2 separate regions of the Muntiacus reevesi genome follow, and region 2 is linked to region 1. A link is a contact called in public Hi-C data. All regions are on one chromosome and are shown on one strand. The core of a region is the stretch at or near the end of the contact, and the rest is flanking DNA. Distances in the headings are between cores, read along the strand shown. Region 1 holds the start of SMAD3 (SMAD family member 3). Region 2 holds the start of LOC136172034 (IQ domain-containing protein H-like).

Evidence for each region. A called contact is a pair of places that touch in the nucleus more often than the background predicts.
Region 2: a Hi-C map of muscle shows a contact between it and region 1, with 4 times the contacts expected there. The contact joins the promoter of LOC136172034 here to the promoter of SMAD3 in region 1. A contact is called at or near these places in 2 of 3 Hi-C or Micro-C datasets (blood and muscle).

What each region holds. Positions count from the first base shown.
Region 1 is chr7:13,790,752-13,795,121 of mMunRee1.1, reverse strand. It overlaps SMAD3 (SMAD family member 3), which reads right to left and starts at 2,534. Exons shown (of 9, transcript XM_065940034.1): 1 at 1,783-2,534. The coding sequence starts at 1,988.
Region 2 is chr7:14,000,416-14,004,785 of mMunRee1.1, reverse strand. It overlaps LOC136172034 (IQ domain-containing protein H-like), which reads right to left and starts at 2,433. Exons shown (of 6, transcript XM_065941157.1): 1 at 2,307-2,433. The coding sequence starts at 2,357. It overlaps AAGAB (alpha and gamma adaptin binding protein), which reads left to right and starts at 2,572. Exons shown (of 9, transcript XM_065941400.1): 1 at 2,572-2,697. The coding sequence starts at 2,625.

The sequences.
Region 1 (4,370 bases), core at 1,285-3,784:
TTTGAAAATGGGGTCAATCTTAGGCCTAATTGCCTTATCTATTTTCCAGGAGTTTCTTTTTCTTCATCTCCTAAAAGCATATGAAAGTCCTTTGTAAACTGTGAAACAATTCATGCAGCTGTTCATTTTATACTGGATACTGATTTTTTCTGTCTCAAAACATAAAAAAGCACTTGTCCTCAGCGCCCTCAGGCAGGTAAGAAGGCAGGTTCTCCCCAGGAGGGAGAAGTATGACATTCCTTTACTCCCTACCCCTCACCCAAAGTAATAAAGAAGGAAGAACCGGGGCTGAGACCAGGACCTAGGGCTCCCTGACCATCACATCACACCACCTCCTCTGAGGTCAATTCTGGCTCCCCATCACACACCAGAACACACTTCCCAGACAGAACACCACCTTCCTTCCCGCTTTATTGACTGGATCCACCCAGTTTTGAAAAAAAAAAAATTATTATTTTTCAAGTCAGCACTCCCACCATATGTGGCGTTTATTTCCAGAGGAGGCCGGCTCTGGGTTTCCGTGGACAGATGTTGCTTTGTGCATGCCTGACACGCCGGCGGCCGGCGTACAGCTGCCCCGAGCAGGTGGCCAAGGACGGAGTCCACTTCTGGCCCGGCATCAAGGCGGACAATTTATGTGGGGCTCTGGCCCTGGGGACCCTCTGCTCATTCCTCCACAGCCGGGGACCCCTACTCACACACACAGACACACAAACTCTCCCTCGGTACAGAATTAAGACGTTCAAAGGGGGCTAAGAGGGAGACTAAGAAAAATAAGATATGTGCCCCCCCCCCCCACCACATCCTAATTTCCAGCCGGGCGCAGCTAAGCTAAGAGAAGGCCGTGGGGAGTGCAGAGAAGTCACTGACCCCTTCTATCAGCCATCTGTGAGCTCCTGCCAGATCTAGCTAGCACGAAGTGGAGGATAAAGGAGGTCCAGACAGATGGCAAAGCGCTTTGGGAAGGAGGGCTCCGTAGGAATGCGAGGGCCGATGCGAGGCCCACTTTGGAGTGCGTTTTGTTATCTCCTCGGCTCCAGACCCCCCTCCTTTCGGCACCCACCCGCAATCTCAGCCTGAAAGAAGGGCAAAAAACAGCCGGGGGAGGCGGGGGAGCAGACCCCACTCTCCGCCACTTATCTCTCTCATTTGAAAGTCAGAGCGCTGCACTGCAACTAAAGTGCGTGTGTGCGGAGGGGGCGGGAGACTGGCACAACCGAATCTAAAAATACTCGATAAAAATGCTAATCCCGAAGGCAAAGAGAGAACGAAGAAGGAATCTGTCAATCACGAGGCTCCCGCTCCTCACCCACAGCCCCAGCTGTACGGACTGCATTCCTGTCGAGAAGGAAAGAAGTGGGGGGACAGGAATGAAGAAAAGAAAGGGAGAGACACCACCACCTCCACGAGCGCGGGCCGCGGGGGCGGGAGGCGGCGGCGGAGGAGGGGCTCGGGCCCGCGGAGCTGAACAAAGCGGGCCTCAAGTTCTATCCCGCAGCTCCCCGGGTGGGGGGGGGGGGCGATCCTGCAGCACCCCCTTTCCCGGAGGTGAAAAGCCAATGCGAGGTCTGCGAGAGCGAGTGCCGCGTGGAAGTCCCGGGTTCCGAATCTTTGCAAATCTAGAAAAGGTTTTGTTTGGGGTCCCCCCTCACCCGCTTCCTGCCTGCGTTCCCACCCCTCGTGTACACATACACACGATCCCTCCTGCTCCAATCCCACCAGGCCGGCCCCGCCACGCTCTGGGGCTGGGCGGGCGCGCCCAACAGTCCCTCCAGCCCCCACCTGGGGATGGTGATGCACTTGGTGTTGACGTTCTGCGTGGTGATGGCTTTCTCCAGCTCGTCCAGCTGCCCCGTCTTCTTAAGCTTCTTGACCAAACTCTTGACTGCCTTCTCGCACCACTTCTCCTCCTGCCCGTTCTGCTCGCCCTTTTTCCAGCCCAGCAGGCGCTTCACGATCGGGGGAGTGAAAGGCAGGATGGACGACATGGTTGGGGAGGGCGCGCGAGCTGCGATGAGCGCCCCCGGCGGGGCTGGGCGCGGCGGGACGCCGGGGGCGCAGCGGGGAGCTCAGCCCGGGCCGGCCGCGGCCGCCCAAACTTCGCTTCAACTCGCGGCGAACTTGCTGGTTCTCCGGGCCCGGCCGCGGCGCTGCAGCCGGCGGGGCTCGGCGCGCGGCCCTGCGCCCCGGGCGTCTCCCACGGCGGGGAGAAGGACGGCGGGGCGGCGGGCAGGCGGTAGTGAAGCGGGATCGGGAAGGCCCGGGACGCGGGGCGGAGGCGGCGGCCGCGGGGACCGGAGTGGCAAAAGAAAGTTTGGGTTTCCGCACGGGGTGGCTGTTTGGGTGCCGCCTCCAGGAAGGAAAGTCCAACCCCCAGCCAAACTTTGCTCGCCTCGCTCGCTTTGATGCGCAGATCCCTCCGCCTCGGCAGCCTCGCCTCCCCGCTGCCCTCCTCCTTCCCGGCTCGCTCGCTAGCTGGGCCGGCCCGGGGCGTACGCCGCGCTCCTGCTCCCGCCCGCTCCCAGTCTGTGTTTCATGCAAATCCGCGTGCAGCCTCCTTTCCAAGCTCTGTCACCGCCCCCTTGCCGCTGGGGCTCCCCGCCTCCTCCCCCGCGCCCCGCCGCCTCCTCCTGCGGGCGCCTTGCCGGCTCCCCCCTCTACCGCCTCCGGGAGGGCTCCTGGCCTTCCCCCCGCCCGGCGCGGAGCACGCCCACGTGGGCGACCTGGGACAGCGGCCGCCAGGGCTGGAGCGCGCAGGACTCCGCGCGGCCCCGACCTGAAGTCCAGCGGGCGCCGGGAGGAAGTCGTGGGAAAGGAGCGGCGAGAGGGGCCCCTGGCGGGAGGGCCGGGCTCGGGTCGTGGCGACCGCTCTCGGAACCCACACTCAGGAAACTCATTTGCAGTGGCGGGCCCCAGGGTTAGATTCGCACTAACCAAGGAGAGCGGTCTGGCCACGGGCAGGCGGTGCATTCCTAAGAGGACCCCGGTTCGAGGGAGGACGACGCGCGGGAGGCTGAGGCCCAGGAAGTCGGGGCGCGCACCGGGACCCTGGCGCGCCGATCCCAGTCAGGGGCTGTGGCGGCGCCGGGGACTCGGGGGGCTGTTTTTATTCTCGCACCAGTGAAACCGTTCCAGTTTAGAGCCCCAGGGCCGGGTGAAACAAGGATTAGGGAGAGGCTCTCAGAAGTGCCGATTTGGGGACCCCAGTGACTCCCTGGATAATAGCTGGAGTCAGGGGTCCCTTGGGCCTTGGGAATCAAGTGCCCCGCAGAAAATGGGCCTCAAAGGCATTGTTAAGCTCAGGAAGAAATGAATGGGGGAACCTTAGAACATATCTGTAGAGGAAAAGTTTCATTACAGGGTGCTGGAATCCTATGGGAACCAAAGTATCCGAAATTCAACACCCAGTAAATAGGAGAGAGAGTTTTGTTGTTTTTAAAGCTGTGAACTCGCAAGAAGTGGAGCAAAAGGGCAGTCTTCGGGGACCGTATATATTCCAAATTAGCTTCAGTGGGAAGCCGAGAAACACCAGGATATGGGGGCGCTCTGGGGCTTTTCTCTCCACCAACACCATTCTGGGGCGTCTACCCTCAGACCCCCTCACTCAGTGGCTGTCAGGAGTTACCCAGGCGCCCAGGGCCTTTCTCCTGCAGCCCCTCCCCTATCAGACCTCTTAGCCTTTGTTTGTTTTTAACAGCGGGAAACTCCCTTGGTGAGAAAGAAGTGATCCGCAAACCCTCTAGCGGGTGGGGCGTTACAGAGCCCGTGAGGTGTGGCCTAATCCACAAAGTCAGCCCAGAAGCTGCAGGGGTCCCTGCCTGGAAGGGGAGAATGAGCTCTGGCAGGCCTGTCAGCCGCTGGGGCCGAGCTCTGGGCTCCCCTCCTTCTAATTCCTTGCCTGCTTGGACCTCAAAGGAGAAACCCCTTAACCACAAATGGGGCTTAATGACCTGCTCCCCACTCCTGGACGGTCCTTGGAACTAACCAACAGCTATTATAATCTGGTTTCATTCCCTTCCTCCGGCTCTCATCGAAAAAGAGAAGGGAGGAAGGACTTTTATTGATGGCATTCTTCATTCCAAGTGATGCCCTCTGAGTTCATCTTCACAGTGACTCTTGAAGTAGATGTCCCTGCTCGCCCATTTACAACTGAAGTACCTGAGGCACAGAGATTATAATACTTGAGAGCTCTAAGCTGCAGAGTTAGGATAGAAACCAGTGATTTTTGATGCCTCAGCCCACACGGCACCCAGCTAGCTGCCTTCTAGAGTTGTAGAGGGCGAAGGTGACATCACAGATGGAGCTCTGCAAAAGCCAAGTTCTTTACACAGGTGCACTATTGTGACACCAGAAGAAATGTTTGCTCACCT
Region 2 (4,370 bases), core at 1,184-3,683, 210 kb before region 1:
TTCAGCTTCAGAATCAGTCCTTTCAGTGAATATTCAGGACTGATTTCCTTTAGGATGGACTGGTTGGATCTCCTTGCAGTCCAAGAGACTCTCAAGAGTCTTCTCCAATGCCACAGTTCAAAAGCATCAATTCTTTGGCACTCAGCTTTCCCTATAGTCCATCTCTCACATCCATTCATGACTACATATAATATTAATTTTTTCCCCTCATTATACATATTCTACATTGTATCAGGGAGAATTTTACACTGTATCTACAGATCAGACTCAATAATTAGATTAAGGGGTGGCCTCTCTTTCTCTACATAGCCCTCCATTTAAGTGTGTACAAAGTAACCCTTTTAAGCAAGTAGGAGTGTTGATCAACATGGATATGATTCCTAGTTCTTCCCCAAGAGAGATCCAGCCTCTGCCCTTAGACCCTGGGAAGTGATCACTAGGCCCCTGGAGTATCCCACTTGATGGGAATGGGGTTTATGATAGGTGCTTTGAGCTATGCTGTATCAGTTCTAATCTCTAGAGGAATTAGACTGAAATCATTAGTCTGCTCTCGGGGAAGGGCTGAAGACTAAAGTCAGCCAAATGGGCATTGTGACTGAGCTCCAATAAAACCTCTGGACACTAAAGTCTTGGGAAAGCTTCCCTAGTTGGCCATAATCTGTATATGTTGTCACATATCATGACTGAAAGGAGGTAATGCTATGACTCCACTGGGAGAAAATGGCTGGAAGCTCCATTTGTACCCCTTCTGGACTCTGCCCTGAGCATCTCTTCCCTTGGTTGATTTTAATTTCTATTCTTTTGCTATAAAAACACTGTAATTATAAACATAGTGCTTTTCTGAGTTTTGTGAGTGCTCTAGCAAATTAGCCAATGTGACATGGCTGGGGCTTCCAAAAGTGTAGACAGCTGGTCTGAAATAAGCATAGTTCTAGGGACCCCTGAACTTGTGCCTGGAGTCTAAGTGAGGGCAGTCGGGTGGAGATTCTTCCCTCACACTTGGCAGTTTGGCTAAACTCATTCTAAGGTGATGGTGAAAGCAAGGATAAGAAAAGGTGAGGTAAGAAGATCTGGGTATGATTCATATTGGGGAAGTCTATAAAACTGGTGAGTTTAGGGGTTTATACTTTGGAAACATGAATTTAAAGAAGTCTCCCAGAGGGGAGGTAAGAGACCAAATCATGGCAGGAAGAAAAATTAGACCAAGTGCAGATCTGAGTAGAGTTTTGATAGTCCTTAGGGAAATTACTTCAAACTTTTAGTTAAGTAGAGCTACATATGAGTTAAAGGTGATGATATGTCAAAAATGTTCTAAAACTATCACATATAAATGTGGGGGGAGGGAGTAGTGCTTTTAACATTCTGGAAAAGTCTGAGTGTAAAGGTCACAAACTAAGTTGTACTGAGAAATTAAAACTTTCCTGATGTTCCCCCCTCAGATTAGAGAAAGTTACTTTCCTGTGCTTTTTGTCACATTTCCACATTCAAAATTTAACTTGATTAGCAAGCTTTTATCTTGTTCCCAAGTAAGGAATTTTTATTATTTTTTATTGAGATATAACTGACATAAACATTATATTAGTTTCACATAGACAACATCAGTCAATATTTGTACATATTGCTAAATAATTGCCACAGTGAGGCTAGTTAACATCCATCACCATGTAAAGTTATAATACAACTTTTTTCTTGTGATGAGAACTTGTAAGATTTACTCAGCCGCTTTCAAATATACAGTATTATTAACTGTAATCACCGTGGTGTGCATTACCTCCCCAGAACTCCATTATATGCAAGGGGCTTTTAGAGCGAAAAAAATTGGGGTACTTAAGAAAAGCAGGGCTTCCCTTGTAGCTCAGCTGGTAAACAATCCGCCTGCAATGCAGGAGATCAAAAGCAGTTCACCTATTTCAACTTCCGCCCAGATACGTGTCTGATTTGTATCTCCTCCACTTCCCTTACATCGTAGGATCAAAATTTTCAGAATATAACATTTAAAAATGGTGCCTGTGGAACATGGATTTTTCCAAAGTAAAGGTCCCAGTGGGGTGTATCGTCCTGGAGTTTTACCAGAGGCGGACTGGTCGCACTTCGACCGCGCAACCTCCAGGGTCAGGCTCAAGAGGTGTGTGAGGCTGGCGAGAGAGGTCTAGGTTGGCACACTTGGGAGTTCCTTAAACCGTGGTGTTGGAGGCAATCTGAGCAGCGGCACGTTAAGTGGGAAAGCGTCAGTGGATGGGCTCTGCTGGGCCTCGCTTGCTGGAAGGGTTCTAGCTGGACAGGGTTAGGAGAGGCCCATTTCCCACCTGGATTAAGATAGATCCGACGGGGTCTTCGTTTTCCTTCTCCTGGGCCATGCCTACAGCACGGCGGGGATCCCTCCCCAGGAAGGCGCGGTCTCCAGACTCGGGAACTTGCAGTGGAGGGAGCTCGTCCCCATGGCAACGCCAAGTGAAGCCCAGCCTGGTCCACGCCGGGAGCGGAAGAGGGGGCGGGGAGGAGGCAGGGCCGGCCGTGCCTTCTGAGAATGCGCTTTCCTTGGGCGTCTCCCCCGCGCGCCGGCGACCGTGGTATCGCCCAAGGCGGAAGTGGCTCCGGGAAGGAACCGGTTCGCGGGCGCAGAGATGGCTGCGGGCGTCCCCTGCGCGCTCGTTACTAGCTGTTCCTCCACCTTCTCCGCAGACCGGCTAGTGCAACGTGAGTAGCCAGGCTCCTGGGCCGGCCTCCAAGCCCCAGGACAAGCCGCGGCGGGCGGCAGTCCCAGCACCGCGGCTCTTCTCGGGGTCTCGGTCCTCGCCGCGAGCGCTGGGCTCTTTCTCCCCTCGGTGGTGGCCCGAGGCCCCTCGGGTGCCGCTCAGATGTGGTCACGGTGCCTAGTTCCCCGTCCACTGTTAGCTACAATACTCGTTGCTTCTCTGTTTCTGCCTGGCCCACCGTGGGGTTTGTTCCAGCGTTTTCTGTTAAGTAGGACCTCAACCCAGGGGTTGTCGGCGGGCAGCAGTTGAGGTGAACAGAAAAGGCTCTCTAGGAATTGAACCTAGGAACGCGAGCGTCAGGTGCAGGATTCGTGATTTATGTTGTTGTTCCTCTGCACCCCCAGCCCAATGTGTATATGTTAAGACTTGTTAAACTTGCCCCCTCCGTTCTGTTATTCACTGCCTTGCCTTCCTCCTGAGACCAGGCCCTCCGCCAGCGTTAGTTTTTGGTTATTACTGGACCTGGTCTTTTTCTCTCTAGACTCCCATAGTGGTTGTCAACCTAAGTCATTCTTCAAAGAATCGTAGGCGAGGAGGGGAGACCAGTGGAGTAGAGAGAGCATAGGGTATTGGGCTCGACTCTTCCACTAAGACTCCGCAAAGTTGATTATAACTCGACTCCTCTGTTTCAAATTGTGGCTTCGAGTCAGAACGGTGACTCTCAGCTGTAACCTATGCCCTTCAGTTTTCTGATCTGTAAAGTGGTGATAATTTTCACATGACTGTTGTGCTTAACACTTTGAGTGATCAGTCGGTAAATGGTAAATACTATTAATAAATACATTATCTCTCTAGCCCTCGGTTTTCTGATCCTGCAAGTGGGGCGTGCTAATCGCTTTAGTCTGTCCGACTCTTTGCGACCCCATGGACTGTAGCTCACCAGTCTCGAATGTCTTTGGGATTCTCCAGGCAGGAATACCTAACTGGGTTGCGGAGATCCAGGGGATCTTCCCGACCCAAGGATCGAACCCGCGTCTGTTTTGTCTCCTGCATTGGCAGACAGGTTCTTTACCACTTGCGCCACTTGGGAAGACCTGAAGTGGGTCTTATGAATCTGTCTCACGGGATTCTTTGAAGGATAGATGATGTGACATTTTGAAAGCATTTGGTAAACTATAAAGCATCATATAAACGTAACTTTTCGTTGTACTTGTCAAATGACAAAATTAGGCAGGGTGTCTCTCCAGCACAAATACTATATAACTTAGTTATCATTTATGATCTCCTAAAAAGTTCCTTGCCAGAGTAAAAGTTTAATTATACTTTAAATGGTAACCAGCTGCTTTAATTATGCCATTTCCTTACCTCTCAGCAGTGCTCCTTCTCATTTATTTCCTTTCTTTTTAAAAATTGTTTTATTGTAAAAGTAGTGCATAGTCCATTAAAAAAGATTTAGCATAATGGAGAAAAGAAAATGACAGCCAGGGTCTCATCACACAAATACAAATACTGTGTTAACATTCCTGTGCATTTATTTCAGTTTTTTCCCCCAATGCACAGATTTTAAATGGTAATTGCATTTCCAATATATACAGTTTTTATCCTGATATAATCATTTTAACATTTTATATGTAGCATGTTATATTTTTATTATTTTACATATAAAAATTCAAA